2 separate regions of the Triticum aestivum genome follow, and region 1 is linked to region 2. Evidence: chromatin contacts called from public Hi-C data. All regions are on one chromosome and are shown on one strand. The core of a region is the stretch at or near the end of the contact, and the rest is flanking DNA. Distances in the headings are between cores, read along the strand shown.

Region 1 (6,856 bases), core at 3,416-5,915, 210 kb before region 2:
AAATAACATATTTTGTATAGGCTAAAAGAAGCCCATTTTGTTCTATGTATTTGTTTTACACCACATATTAAAATATGTATACATTTCTCAGATTCTTTCGAGGTACAGAAATACTGTTTTGGAATCATTATTTTGTCAAAAGAATGGCTACATGTACGATGTAGCCCAGACCCTAGAACTGTGGAGGTCAAGGGGTGGCATCAATATCATCTATCTCTGCCGGAGCGCTAGTGCTGGTGTTTGTGAAATACATATCATCATCTTGACAGCTGTTTACTTTGGTTATACAGGGACAATGTTGATACATGAATCTACAGGTACTGTCTTTCTATCCATAGCTTATGGGGCATTGCAGAACAAGTTTAGTACTAGCCACAACAAGACTTTTACACACAATACAAGAAAAACGAATTGCACCATTCAAGAAAATAAATTGAACAATGATGTTCCTCTGCGCTCTCACTATGCCACGGCTCACTTGAGTCTGACCTGCAAATTATGCACATTCAAAACATAAGAGCTTTTCAGGTAGAAGAGTATATGTATTTTCTGTTATCTTGAGCTCTCACTTTGGTTATATAAGATGCGTCGAACCAATTATTTAGTTCCATAAAAACACGCAAATGCACATGTAGATCTGTATATTAGTTCCTGTTGTACCTCACTTTGTCATCTCTGATCAAGGCCTCCAAAGAACTGTTCCAAGCTTGCAGAGCTGAAAACATTGGGTGACACCCTTTCCGTTTGCTGTGGCGAAATGTGCAGCTGATACTTGATAAACCTCTGCAATGGAGATAGCAAATCAAACCTCTGCAATGGTGATAGCAAATCAAACCTCTGCACTGGTGCATTTGTGACTTACAGATAACTGGTGAACAATTTCAGGACTCGAGTCAATGTGCCAGTCAGGTTCCAGTTGCCGGACGAAAGAGGTGCGGCCAATTTCCGTACTGCAGAAGAGAACCTGCAGATTTCAGCAAAGAGTTATATTTCAAACTCCTATTCCATATATCCAAAACTAAAGTAGTAATATATGTCTGTTTACAAGGTCTTATGAAGTTTACCTTCTCTCTCACCAAACCGCCACCGGTAAAAAGCCCAGCTTCACTTAGGGCAGACAGTACCTTTTCCTGCATCAATTCAAAGGTGTGGGGGTCAAGTTAAAATGGTCTGCTCCAAACACTAAACTAGGTAATGAAGCACATACTTGTAATAATGCAAACTCTAAATTCCAAAACAAATGAGCTGTAGTGAAATGAAAAACATTATTTGGCATGCATATGATGATGGTGCACACCATAATAAAGTAACAAGAGAACACGAGGGCTCTTTCAAGACCTACCTCACTTTCATCATCAAGAACATGCTCCATCAGATAGACATCACAAATTTTTGCAATTTCTAGAAGAACCTCCAAGACAGAAGGTCTCACTGTGACATGATTCTGAAGAAAGACAATACATCCATGAATTCATTAGTTAGTCAATAAAAAATAGCAAAATTTGCTGAAGCATTTCTGCCCACCTGGAGCTCCTCTGGAGTTGTTTCCTCCAAAATCACACCAAGTAACCGGCAGGTAACCTGAAACAGTTCTTCCCACATTAGTGAAACACATGCCTTGGTCCAACAGGATGCTCGAAATTTTGTAACAACACTAAAAGCAGTGGTTTGCACAGTACCCTTCGCCCTTCGCTCAGTTTATGCCTGACAAGCTGCTCAAGAGTCAGCTGAAGAAGAAACAGGCAACTATCAACCTCAGGGTTATTTAAACATTAACATTATTTAGAAATAAACAAAGAAAGCACTACATTTACTGGTTGGAAAAGCTGATTGATCGCTTCATGTGCTCTTGAATCTACCGATGAGCAGGCATTCGTTCCGACCAAAGCACCTGGCTGTGATCTACTGCTTGTGTTGCTAGATGATGGAGCATCCCGTCTCCGTGGCCTCCGAGGTTGCTCTGGAGGAGCTCTCAACAGTTTCCAGGCAAATACAATTGTGATGGCAATTGCAGCAAGTGTGGTAAGCGAGCGAAGCTTCTAAACGAGGAAACAGAAGAAGTACTTCAATAATTCTGGCAACAAGGACTCAAAATAACATATCATAAAAATGGCAAGTCATGGGACTTAGCACTTGAGAACCCACAAAACTTGTGATGACAATTGCAGCAAGTGTAGTAAGCAAGCGAAGTTTCTAAACGAGGAAATGAAAGAAGTACTTCAATAATTCTGGCAACCAGGACTCAAAATAACATATCATAAAAATGGCAAGTCATGGGGCCTAGCACTATAGAACCCACAAAACTTGATATATCCTTTTGTTCTAGCCAAGTAACACACAATGCACTGATCAGTCCACTGTTTGCATCAAACACTTATACTTTGTGGAATCATATCGTTGTTCAAACAGTGTTAATTTGCAATTATAGACGTCACAGGTCTTGATGTCTTGCATGAAGTGCTTACTTATGTTGCTTTGGTGTTTGAAACGGAATGTCTCATTACCAGAGCATTCCGTTTCGCTACGGACATATTAATTAATGTGTATTCAATTTATAGACACAAGTCATATAATTAAAAGAAAGATAAAATGTGAAAAAATGATGAAAGGGTTAATGATAGCTTGGCCTAGCATTGTTTACAACAAGAGAACGGCAAAGCCTACAAAGCACCAGGTCGAATATTCCATGTATACTGGCTCTCGGTAAAAGTAGAACCTCAGGACAATAGTACCACCTCGCTATGTGGCACCGATTTGTCCGGCAACCAGCGTGTCGTATCAAATACTGTATCTGATAAGGATACATTCCCGATATGTATCAGTGGAGTATCGGTGAGTATGGCAATAATAAAGTATCTTAATTTAGATACATTTCAGAAGCTTCCCTGATCCTTTCTTGTACGGCCTGGCCCGGCCCAGCAAAAACTGAGTAAGGGGCATATCCTAACCATAGCCTGTCCCCATCCCTTGTGTCCAGCCTCCACTCCGGATCCTCTTCCTCCCTGCTGTACCCACTCTTGGCGGCGCCACCAGATCTAGCAGGCAAACCGGCGACAAGCCGGCAGTGGGCTACTTGCCTCCTCCCCCTCTCAGGCTCTAGCAGCAGCACACTGGCCGCAAGATGGCGGTGTGCTCCCCGCACCCTCCCCTTCTCAGGCTCCAACAGCAGGCCAATAGCTCGCTCGTGGCAAGCCGGTGGTGGGCTCCTCGTCTCTTCCCCCCTCAGGCAACAGAAGCATCTCACCGCCATGCTCCCTGACTCCTGCCCCCCTTAGGCTCCAGCAGTAGCTCGCCGGTGGTGGGCTCCTTGACTCCTTCGCCTCTCAGGCTCAGCATCAAGGTATGCTCCAGTGCACCCACTCCTCTCCCACAGATTTCTATCTAATGGCAGTTCCCCTCCTGTAGACTAAAAACATCTCCATTTTTGTGTTCTTTTGCGCGCTGTTTCTACTTAATCTGCACCTTCACTATGAATGGGAAAAGACCAAAAACATCAAATTAATCTGCTGTTCCTAGAAGAAAACTGTTTCTTGTTGATTTTTGGCTGCTTTGCTATTGCAGTGTCCTGGCTGGAATTGCCAGAATTATGGCCCGTACGGAATGCATGCTGCTGCGTGCTGTTTTTGTTCTGAAGCAGAATGATCAGGTAATTCTGGCCGGAATGGAAGGGGTTAAATAGGTATGCTCTATTGATTTAGGACATCATAATCTATCAACTAAAGAATATTTGCCATTTGGCAGTCTGACCTTAATATATAGTAAATTCAGGCATAGCAAAAAACACCCCGTCACTATCTGCCCACAGCGGTATATCATCTCGAGATCACATAGTGGCCATCCAAAAGTTTGCATCTTTCTGAGTAACCGGCAATCCTATATAGCAGTACTGACTGATTCTTTCAGCCAAGGAGACATCAAAATCACAAGGACCAAAGCAATCCCCTGACCTTTAGCCGAAACCGATCACGCATTACCCTGAAAAATAGGAGACATGCTTTACAGTTCACCTGCGAATCCCCACCTTGTACATGCCCGAAGCTTGCGCAGCAGCTAACAAGACATTACTGAATCGATGCTTCGCAACCTAGGCACTAATATCTAGCGCAGCAGAACACCCGGTGGCCTATACACAGCTAAGAAGCATCAATGAATGAGCAATTGACTGCGCCCTTTACTGGTTCTGAAGTGTGACCTTTTTTCAGATGTACCCTGAAAAAGGGAATTCCTCAGCTACGAGGTAGTACTAGCGACAGATCATTCAGGCATCAGTTGACGGGACGGGAGCGAGGCCACAGATCCGAGCGGAAACCTGGCGGTCGAGGTCGAAGGGGAGGCGATCGGAGTAGCGGGAGAGGACGTCGACGATGCGCCGCACCAGATCGGCCAGCTCCTCGTCCTTCCCGCCCCCGGCCCGCGCCGCCGGGGACGAAGCCGCCGCGGCGGCGGACTCCGACGCCATCGCCGCCGACGAGACGGGCGGCTCAGACAGACAAACCCTAGGGGTCCCTCCTAGGCGCTCGTCGGTCGCGGCGAGGCGGGGGGGCTGAAGTGTAATTTGAGGTGGGGTTGGAGGGGGCGGTGGGCTGTGTGACCTGTGAGATGTCGGGGCGAAAGGAGGAAGAGAGAGAAAGAGGAAAAGCGGCTGCTTCGTGCTGTTTTTGTCACGACCTGGCGTGGGAAAAAAGCTCGTTTTCGCAGTTAAGGCCTTGGGTAAGGGGAGCTATTCCGGTTATACCCCGGGCAGGCCATGGGCCGGGCTTGGGAAGGCCCTACCTGAAAATGCCACGCCCGGCCCGGGACCAAAAGACGTTTTTGTGTTTCATTTAAAAGAATATATATATATTATTTTTTGAATCAAATACTACCTCGGTACACTAATGTAATACATTTTTGTAGTTCAATTCAAACTGCAAAAACGTTTTACATTAGTTTACACAAGGAGTAATAGAGATTATACACGTGTTTTCCAGAAATTACAAACAACCATATTGTTCTCCATATGTACAGACAGTCTATGCTCTGCCTCAATTAAGACACATGAGTGTACCGAGGATTGCTTCGCATGTTAGTTTGGAGGAAAAATGAGTGAGCAAGTGGTAGAGAGAAATGTATAATACTTAGGGGGGGAAACACAAGGATTGCTTCGCATGTTAGTTTGGAGGAAAATTTTCATCCACTCAACCCTCTTTGTAGAATCCCTTTGTTTTTCTTATGGCATCAAACACTCTTTTGATCCAAATTCATGTGGTTTTCTAATCCTATAGGATTCAATATGACATGCCATTCTAATCTCATGCTTTTCTTATTCCAGCATTCTGAAAGGACTCGAGGCCAACATAATGAAGTGTTCTTATCTGCTTGGTAAGAAATTCATGAATCCTAATTCTTGCATATTCTTTCCACCTAGACTTGTTATGCATAAACATAGGGAAAGGGTGTGTACGAAGCTGTGTTACGATGTGCAAAATTAGTATGTTATCTTCTCTTCCTCTCTTTATTTTCAAAACCAGTGTCATATTTTGTTGTTTAGTTAACTTATAACAATGATGGCCTATGTACAAAAATATGGAAAAAAGAAAACTTAGATTCTTATGACTTAGTCAATGAATTGAGATGAATACTTTTTTTGTAGACAGATCCATTCAAACGCAAAACTCTTCCCATAACTAATCCCCTACACATCACCATCATCTGTCCCAACTTCCCTACTCACACCAGGTCTCCAAGTTGTGGTATAAGACGCCACAGAGTGCATGAAGATAGTGTAGTCTGAGGGTAGGACCATCTACGAGGGGTGTGATATCTTCCTATTCATGTTAAAATAGCTTATGTGTGCACCTATGACTTTTTGTGTAGTTTTTTTGTTGCAATCGTTTAACTTTGCTTTTGTAATGTAACAAGCTCTGATAGTCAACAATAGCATGCTGCCTCTTTCCTAAGAGCTATCTACATATCCAATTTATCAAATAATTCGAATTCCCTTTCTTCAAGCATGTATTATAATAGGGCCTTCACTTGAATATAGCTTTTGTATCCACCTATTACATTTTTGTGAAGTTTTGTTCTTCCAAATTAAGTTGCATTTTGATTGACTGACTGCATACTGCAATTCCTAATGTTTTTTTGTGAGTTGTTAGTGCAATAGATTATATCATTTTCAGGTTTATATGTGTATCGAGTACATTAACCACTCCACCATCATGTGTTTTTTGCTTTGAAATTGTAGGTATTACCTTTGTTTTCCATTTATGCTTGGCATGCTAATGCTAATGTTGCCCTTACACATTTTTTGCATTTTCTGGACTTTTCCTCACAGGGTGAGAAATCATAGGCTTGGATTAGCTTCGACTCATGATTTTTTCTTGTGTTACATGATTCTACACAACACTAGTCTTTTGCTTACTTTTTAATAGTGTATGTTGATTGGAGCAAATGATCCAACCATCAACTAAGAGAAAATATTGTTCAATCATTCATATGAGGTAATTCATTGCCTTCAAATGTGCATATGATGTCATGTGACTCCTGCTGGTTTTACTTTCTGTTGATAACAAGGGTAAGTTATTAGGTTGGCATGCTTTGTTTGGAAACTACCATTGAATTAGTGTGTATCTTATTAGCTTTGGTCAAATCAAATTTCTTTTGTCTTCCTATTTTGAGGAGAAAAATAAGTTGCCATGTTATTAAAGCATATCCACTTCCAACTCCTCTTTTTTTGGAACAATGTTCGTATTTTTCATGCCTCTCTTTTCTAAGTTTATCATATGAAAAATTCATAGGTGTCCTTTTACACTTCAGATATTTTAGACATGTTGTTATGGCTGGCAATCTTGCTTCCACATATAACTTGGTTTGA
Region 2 (7,190 bases), core at 680-3,179:
TATAGAAAGGTTAATTTCACGAGTGAAGAACTAACGCGCGAGTCTCTAGTTCTAGCTAATATTGGTCGTTTTGCAGGTAGCACCGCATGTTGGTTGCCCCAAGTTTCAGGCAGTATCTCTAGTCTTATTTTAGCTGACTGTAATACTATTATCGAGGAATAAAACCCTTTTCTATCCAAAAAAAAAACACCGGGGACTCTGAAAACACGGTACCGGATTTAACTCCAGTCTTAGTGCATTCCATTCAACGTCCATACACATCGAATCCGAGCAGTACGTACACAGTTAGTTAATGTGCACATCGATCGCTGTACGTGGCCTAGCCCAGAAGCTAGCTAGGAGTACCGCGACGGTGCCTGCGACGACGAGTGCCGCCGCCCGCCGTTCGCCGCCGGCGCCTGCTGGCTCCAGTCGTACCGCAAGACGCCTTCAGGCAGCCGCGTGATCCGGTCATCATCGTGGTCCTCCTCGTCGCCGTCGACCCTTGAGGGCTCTTGATCCGGCTTGTTGGACGTGTCGTGGCGGTCGTCGGCCTGCTGCTTGTGGAGGTGCGCGCGGTAGAGGTCGTAGAGGCGGCGGCTGAGCATGACCTCGAAGTCGAGCACGCCGAGGAGCTCCAGCTCCAGCTTGTTCATCTCCGCGTTGCTCACGCCGCCCACGCGCGCGAAGAAGGCGTTGTCGTGGTGGCTGCACGCGTGTCAACATCCAACACAGGGTTCAGCTAATCAGTTTACTTACACTTATTGATTTTCACCATGGAACATGCGTATGTAAAAAAACGCCGAGCAAAATGTAATTCATCCTGATCAACGTCGCAACAATCACGCCGTATATCTCCGCGATCTATCTGATCAAGACGTTCTTTATGTATGCAGGTACCTGTCATGTACTGTACTTTGAAAAGTCTAAACTTTTGTTTGACGACGACATAATTAAATACGGATGGATCATGCATGGAGCGCTACACACATAGGCAGTGTACGTACTACACCTACCAGTCGTTATTCTTGAGTGTGTGGTAACACCTAACCGACTGATGTGACAAGGATTAACTGATCGAGCACAGGCAAAATCGTACACGCCCTTTCCCTTTCTTCCACTTGAATGAAAGTGTCTCACTGCCATACAAAGTACCACTAGTATTCTCCATTGCCGTCTCTAGATTTTGATCTATTTATCGTGGCCATGTTTTTCCAAAACTAGCTGTGGCAATGTTTCTCCAAAGTTTGTTGTGGTCATGGTTGGTCTGGATCCCTAGCTCTGCCCCTCGGTCGTACGGCACTATCTTAGTAGCTAGTAGTACATCATTAGTACGTGATGGTTATGCTTCTTTGGCTGTTCTTGTCTAGTTTGACAGCAATGGTGATAGAATTCCTACTCTGTTCTTGCTTTGGTCGTCGAGTAGCATGGAAGGAAGAAGAGAAAGAAAACTTACAAGTCGTCGAGGACCTTGGAGGCGACGAGGAGGCAGGCGAGGAGCAGCCGGTGCACGTTCTTGGACGCAACGGCGGCCGCCGGGCGGCGGTGCGCGGCCCGGTCGACGTACGCATAGGCCACCACGTAGCACTCGGGCTCCAGCGCCGCGTAGCGATGCACCCGCTCCAGGTACTGCGCCACGCCGATCCGCGGCGGCCCCGTGCCCTCGAACGCCGCCATCCCGGTGATCCCCTCGGCGCCGCCCTGCTCCGCGTCCAGCAGCAGCAGCGCGTCGTTTCGCGCCACGAGCCGCTCCACGGCGCGCGCCACCATGCTCAGTTCTGGCGGCGGAGGGGTCGGCGGGGAGGAGAGCCCGCCCGCTGCCACGGCCACGTCGCCCATGTTGTCGGCTCGTCGCACGGTGCTCTCGGCTGTCTCGTGCTGGGTGGGTGGGGGCGTCTGCCGGCTGCCGGTTCGCTTGGCGGTGGTTTAGCCGCGGGTGTGGGCGCGGCTGACTGGTGCAGCTTTCTCACGATGTCGGCCTCCCAAAGCTGGGTGGAGCGGATATGGTGGGGTCGCGCGCGAGACAATTCTTTCCCGTTTCGATTCGATCCCGACCGGAGAAAATCCTTCATTTCTTTCCCTTTCCTTTTTAGGCATGTCTTACAAGTTCTCTTGCTCCCCACCACTGGCTGGGTTAGGGCATCTCCAGCCGCGCCCCCAACAGGCCCTCCTCAGACGATTTTACCGCGCCGGAGCCAAAAAAAAGGCCCCAGTCGCGCTTCCAGAAGCTCGTTTTTCGTCGGCTCGGGCCAAAACTGGTGTCGGCGGACCCAGGCCGAACCCGGCGCCCTGGGGAGGGGCTTGGGGAGCCGGCACAAGCGAAAAAGGCGCGTGGGCCCACCCTGGAGGCGACCCGAGGGCCTTGTTCCGCCGTTTCTTGATGCTTTTCCCTCGCATCTCTCCCGCTCGCTCGCCTTCCTCCCGCCATTCTCTTCCTTTCTCCCGCCAAACCCCCTCCCGCTCGCCACGAAGAAGCACGCCATGCCGCCGAAGAAGTACGTCATGCCGCGCGCGGCGGCAATCGCGGCTGGCGCTGTGGCCCAGCCGAAGCAGAGGAAGCCGAGGGCGCCGCCATCGAAGCCACCGGGCCTGTCGAACGCCGAGTGGAGGGTGGAAGTTCAGCGGCGCGAAGCAGTCACCATCGACAGGCGGAACAAGGCCATAGCCAAGAAGATCCGCGACAACGCGGCGCGCGCGGCGGCGTCTTCCTAATCGGCCGACCAGGCGGGGATGAATCCACCCGTCGTCAGCCACGCCCAGTACGCGCCTTGGGGACAGTAAGGCGCCGGATCTCCATGGGGTTCATCGTCGCCCGGCTACGCCGACGGCGACGCGCACGGTGGGTTCAACCCAAACATGACCTTCCCTCATGGTCACCCCGCTACGCGCACGCCCTCGCCCGCCTTCGTCGGTGTGCAGTACCCTCCATACAACTACTCACCGCCCGCCGCCTACGCGTCCACACCGACGCCCCATCTCTACCGCGGACCGCTACCCTTCTCGCACCTCGGCGACGCCGACGACACGGGAGCTGACATGGAAGACATCATCGCGACAGGATCGACCGCGGCCGCCGCGTCTCCCGGGTTCGCCACCCAGGACGAGGTAGTGGACCTCAGCGGCGACATGGAGGCCGAGCTCGGCTACGTCTATGGCGACGACGCGCAGGGACCCGAGGAGGAGGAGGAGGAGGAGGAGCCGGCTCCTGTTCCGACGAAGGGGCGCCAGAAGAAGAAGAAGCGGGCGGCTAGGTCCGGCGAACCGCGCATCAAGTGGGCGTCCAAGGAGGAGGAATGCCTCGCCGAAGCATGGAAAGTCGTCTGCCTCGACCCGACCACCGGCGCGAACCAGAGCTTGGAGACGTACTGAGACCGCATCAAGGCCGAGTTCGACGAGCGAAAGCTCGTCGACCCTTACTTCAAAGGCGTCTACATGCAGCGCGGCTCCAAGGCGATAGCGAACCATTGGGGGCGTATCCAGTTGGCGTGCAACAAATGGCATGGAATCGTCGAGGAGGTCGCGGCTCGCCCGGAGAGCGGCGCCAGCGTTGAGGATCAGGTACGCACGCCGTTCGCCCGCATATCTTCGTCCCCTACGCCCGCCGCCCGCCAACTGTTCGTCCCTCCGCGCAGCTGCTGCGTATGTTCGCCATGTATCGGGGCGACAACCAAGACGCCGACTTCGAGCACCTCCACGTCTACAAGCGCATCGACAAGTGCGAGAAGTGGGCGGAAGTCCGACGTGCCCTCGACAAGGCCAAGGAGACATACAAGCCGGACGTGACGACTCCGGGCGCGTCAGAGGGGCGGTCGGACGGTCACAAATTGGCAAAGAAGGGGAAAAGCGCCGACGCGGCAACCGCGCGAGTGCAGGAGTCCATCGAGCATTGCCTCGCCAACGCCCAGGCTCGGGCCGTCCTACGCGAAGAGAAGACCGAGGCGCGGTGGTCGTCGCTAATGAAGAGCAACGCCATCAAGCTCGGCCTGCTCCGGACGAACGTCGCCGCGAAGAAGAGGAACACCGACATGGCTTTTCTGATGAGCGGGGCGGACATGCTCCAGAGCAACGACGAGAAGCTCAAGGCGTGGTACCTGGTGCAGCGCGGCCTCATCCTGAACGAGCTGCCGACGGCAACGCCGACGACGCCGACGACGCCCACGACCACACGGACGCCAAGGCCGAACGACGCCTCTACATCGCCGCCCAGCAGCGCCGAAGCCGCGCCGACGCAGCACAACACCGAAGCAGCTCCGACACCGATGAGCCCGCGCACGCCGACTCCGCCAACGCCTGGAGCCGACCCCGCCGAGTGAATCGTTGCGCACGCGAACTTGCGGCGGCGGCTCTCTGTTTTTTGTAACGCCAGACTACGTCCGATCGCCAGATTTGCGGCGTCTTTTGAGAGCGGGAACAACTAAGTTTAAATTTTCCGCATCCTGGGACCGGCGCGTGGGGGCGTGACTGGGAGCTAGGTCGCCCCCAGAGGCCGAACTAGCGCCGGCACGCCCCCAGGCCGCTCTATTTAGGCGCCCCGGGGGTCCGAACGGCTGGAGATGCCCTTAAGGCAGCAGCCGGCACACACCAAAAGCTCGAAGACCTTTTAAAAATTCTGAGTTATACACAACATAGATTTACCATGTCACACAAATTCAAAAACAAATTAAACCCACAACAAAAGTTCAGTTGCACTGGTACACCAGGGTTGAAAACCTCTCTAAAGCCCCTGCAAAAAAAACTCTCTAAAGTCCTCGAAAGGTTCTGAAACAAATCGGGCGTAACAACCGAAAGCACCGCAAACATGTAAAAGTGGAGGAAGTGTAACATTTGTGTGGCAGCTATAGCGACGGTACGAAAATTTGCACCCAAGCTTCAAGATTGGACTTGAAGATCGAGCATGAGCGACGCCAACGCTAGAGGAGGATATCCACAACAATGTTGCGACCGGCATAGCTCTTGAATGGGCGCTCATCGCTGAAGACCCTCCTGTTCCTCTTTTTTTTCAGATTTCCCGAAAGAAAGAGATGATCACTATCGACTTGAGCTTCTCTACATAAGACACAGGCAGCACAATTGTACAACCTGGCATCACCCACAACCCGGCATCGATGTAGTAGACATGGGCAGCACAATTGTACAACCCGGCATCAGGATTAGCCCACAGCCTAGCATCAGTGTAGTATACATAGGCAACACAATTGCACGAGGGGGGGGGGGGTCCAAACTGCATATGAGCACATGATCTCATCGGCAGAGTAGAACACTCGACTTGGTAACAAGATGTTTCGTTAGAGTGGCCAATGCAATGTTCAAGTAATGGTTTATTTTTGTTCCTCCAATTTGTGGTAGAATGTTAGGCCCTGCTTTGGAATGCATGATCTCTTCGGCACACCACATCATGTGGATTGCTACTTCGATTCAAGAAGGCTGGTGATCGAGCAATGTATGTCGTGCTGGCGAAGAGTCTGGCAGAGGCGACCAAGGGCGGATGTTAGTTGTGTAAGGCATGTATTTAAGGGGAGGGAGTTAGGAAGAGGACGAGGGGTGAAGAGGTGGTGGTGCCAAGAGCAGTAGTGGGGACGAGGTTTGAGATGGTGGGAGCAAGAGCTGGAGGTGAGGATGGCGTCACTGAATAAAGAGGGGGGAAGTGTGGTGCCCAACACCGACTGCATCTTGTAGATGCAAGACCCGTCACTAGAAGGGGAGAGGCTGAGAAAGCGGTCGGTAAGAGATTGTTTGTAATATCATCGTCAGTGAGATATGGATGGATGGAAGGTTATCTTCTTATTTTTTGCTTGATGGATGCAATGCAGTGAGGGAAGGCAACCACAATGGAGGGATAAGGACCACAATGGTTGAGTCAAGTTAGTTTTGCCCGACTTAAAAAAATAATTTTATTGGAAATAATCATAATGGTGAGCATAGATTGGACTATACTAGGCCAAACCAAACAAGATCACGGCCTGTAGTTGCAGGCTTATAAATCTTTGCTGGGTACTACAACTGATACCCCCCCCCCCCCCTCCCTCAACTTGACACTTGAGACGTTCGATTAACACAAACAAGTTAGAGATTGAGGAAGCAGTTGACGCTTGGGTATACCTTCGGTACCCTCGGCTCCTGCTGTCATCTAATCGCGAGATTTATTTTGCGCATATCTGCACATACATCTATGATGATGCAGTTTTAAGTTAGACCAATCTATTTCTTTCTGAATTATTACAATCTTTAAGCTAGATGTTATCATTGTTTTTAACTGTGCACATGAGGTCGAGTAAACTCTCCTTTGGGGAAAAAAGATGCTATCCTCGTCCATGTCACTTGTGCTAAGTCGAGCAGTAATGAACTTCTTTTGTAATATCTAATCAGTTTGCCACGATGGTGCGGTTCTATCGTTACATTGTAGAAATGTGTGGCCGCGAATTGAAGGCTTTCGTATTTTACCTATCGTGTGACAATCGTGCACGCATTTTGTCTTGCTTTCGTTTCTTGTTCTGTTGATTCTTCTGAGGTGTATATCTTCTTCAAATGTGGCAGTGCACTGACTGTAGAATAGACGGCGAGCTCCCCAACCGGTTGTAACTTGGAAGCGAGCTGCTAGCGGTTCCTTTGGGTCATGAGCATGTCAAACTTGGATGATGGCTACCGCTCCGATAAGGACAACCCACTAGGGGGCTTCCCGTGGGCTTCTTGAGAGGACGAAGGACGAAGGGTTCATCTTGGCGACATTAATCACACAGGGCCTGTTTGGTTGACAGGGAATTAAACCACTCAAATCCCCTCTAGTCATCTCCAATTCTCTAAGGAGAGGATGCAACCAAACAAGGCCTCAACCGAGTGTTCTCAATTTGAAGCTCCTTATTGCAAATTGCCGCACAAACATATTGGCAGCTAAGGACCGATGCAATTTGCGCCGAGCCATTTAGCTATCTTGGCTTACTATATGCATAATAGTTTTAGGAAGGTTGCTCAAATTATTTATCGGCTTTGGGAACCTTCTAGAAGGTTTTTTTTCAAGTTTCTACGTTCTGTTTTTCATTTCTCTTTTGTTGGTTTTCATTTTTCTTTCAAAATTGTTCGAACAAAAATCTAAATATGTTCATGTTTTATTGTTTTTAGTAAATTTTAAAAATCATGTTTTTCCTAATTTTTTTAAGATCACTTTTTAAAAATAAATAAAATTCACAAACCTTTCAAAACATGTTCATGTTTTC

The links. Hi-C and Micro-C count contacts between places; a contact is called where the count stands out from the background.
Region 1: a Hi-C map of leaf shows a contact between it and region 2, with 4 times the contacts expected there. The contact joins the promoter of LOC123046853 here to the promoter of LOC123042223 in region 2. A contact is called at or near these places in 3 of 5 Hi-C or Micro-C datasets (all in leaf).

Annotation. Positions count from the first base shown.
Region 1 is chr2B:706,431,834-706,438,689 of IWGSC CS RefSeq v2.1, reverse strand. It overlaps LOC123046853 (peroxisome biogenesis protein 22), which reads right to left and starts at 4,665. Exons shown (of 9, transcript XM_044470284.1): 1 at 4,310-4,665; 2 at 1,809-2,039; 3 at 1,680-1,727; 4 at 1,525-1,581; 5 at 1,343-1,444; 6 at 1,065-1,130; 7 at 863-964; 8 at 661-783; 9 at 238-489. The coding sequence starts at 4,459. The coding sequence ends at 670.
Region 2 is chr2B:706,220,822-706,228,011 of IWGSC CS RefSeq v2.1, reverse strand. It overlaps LOC123042223 (cyclin-P1-1), which reads right to left and starts at 1,929. Exons shown (of 2, transcript XM_044464721.1): 1 at 1,436-1,929; 2 at 200-687. The coding sequence starts at 1,818. The coding sequence ends at 336.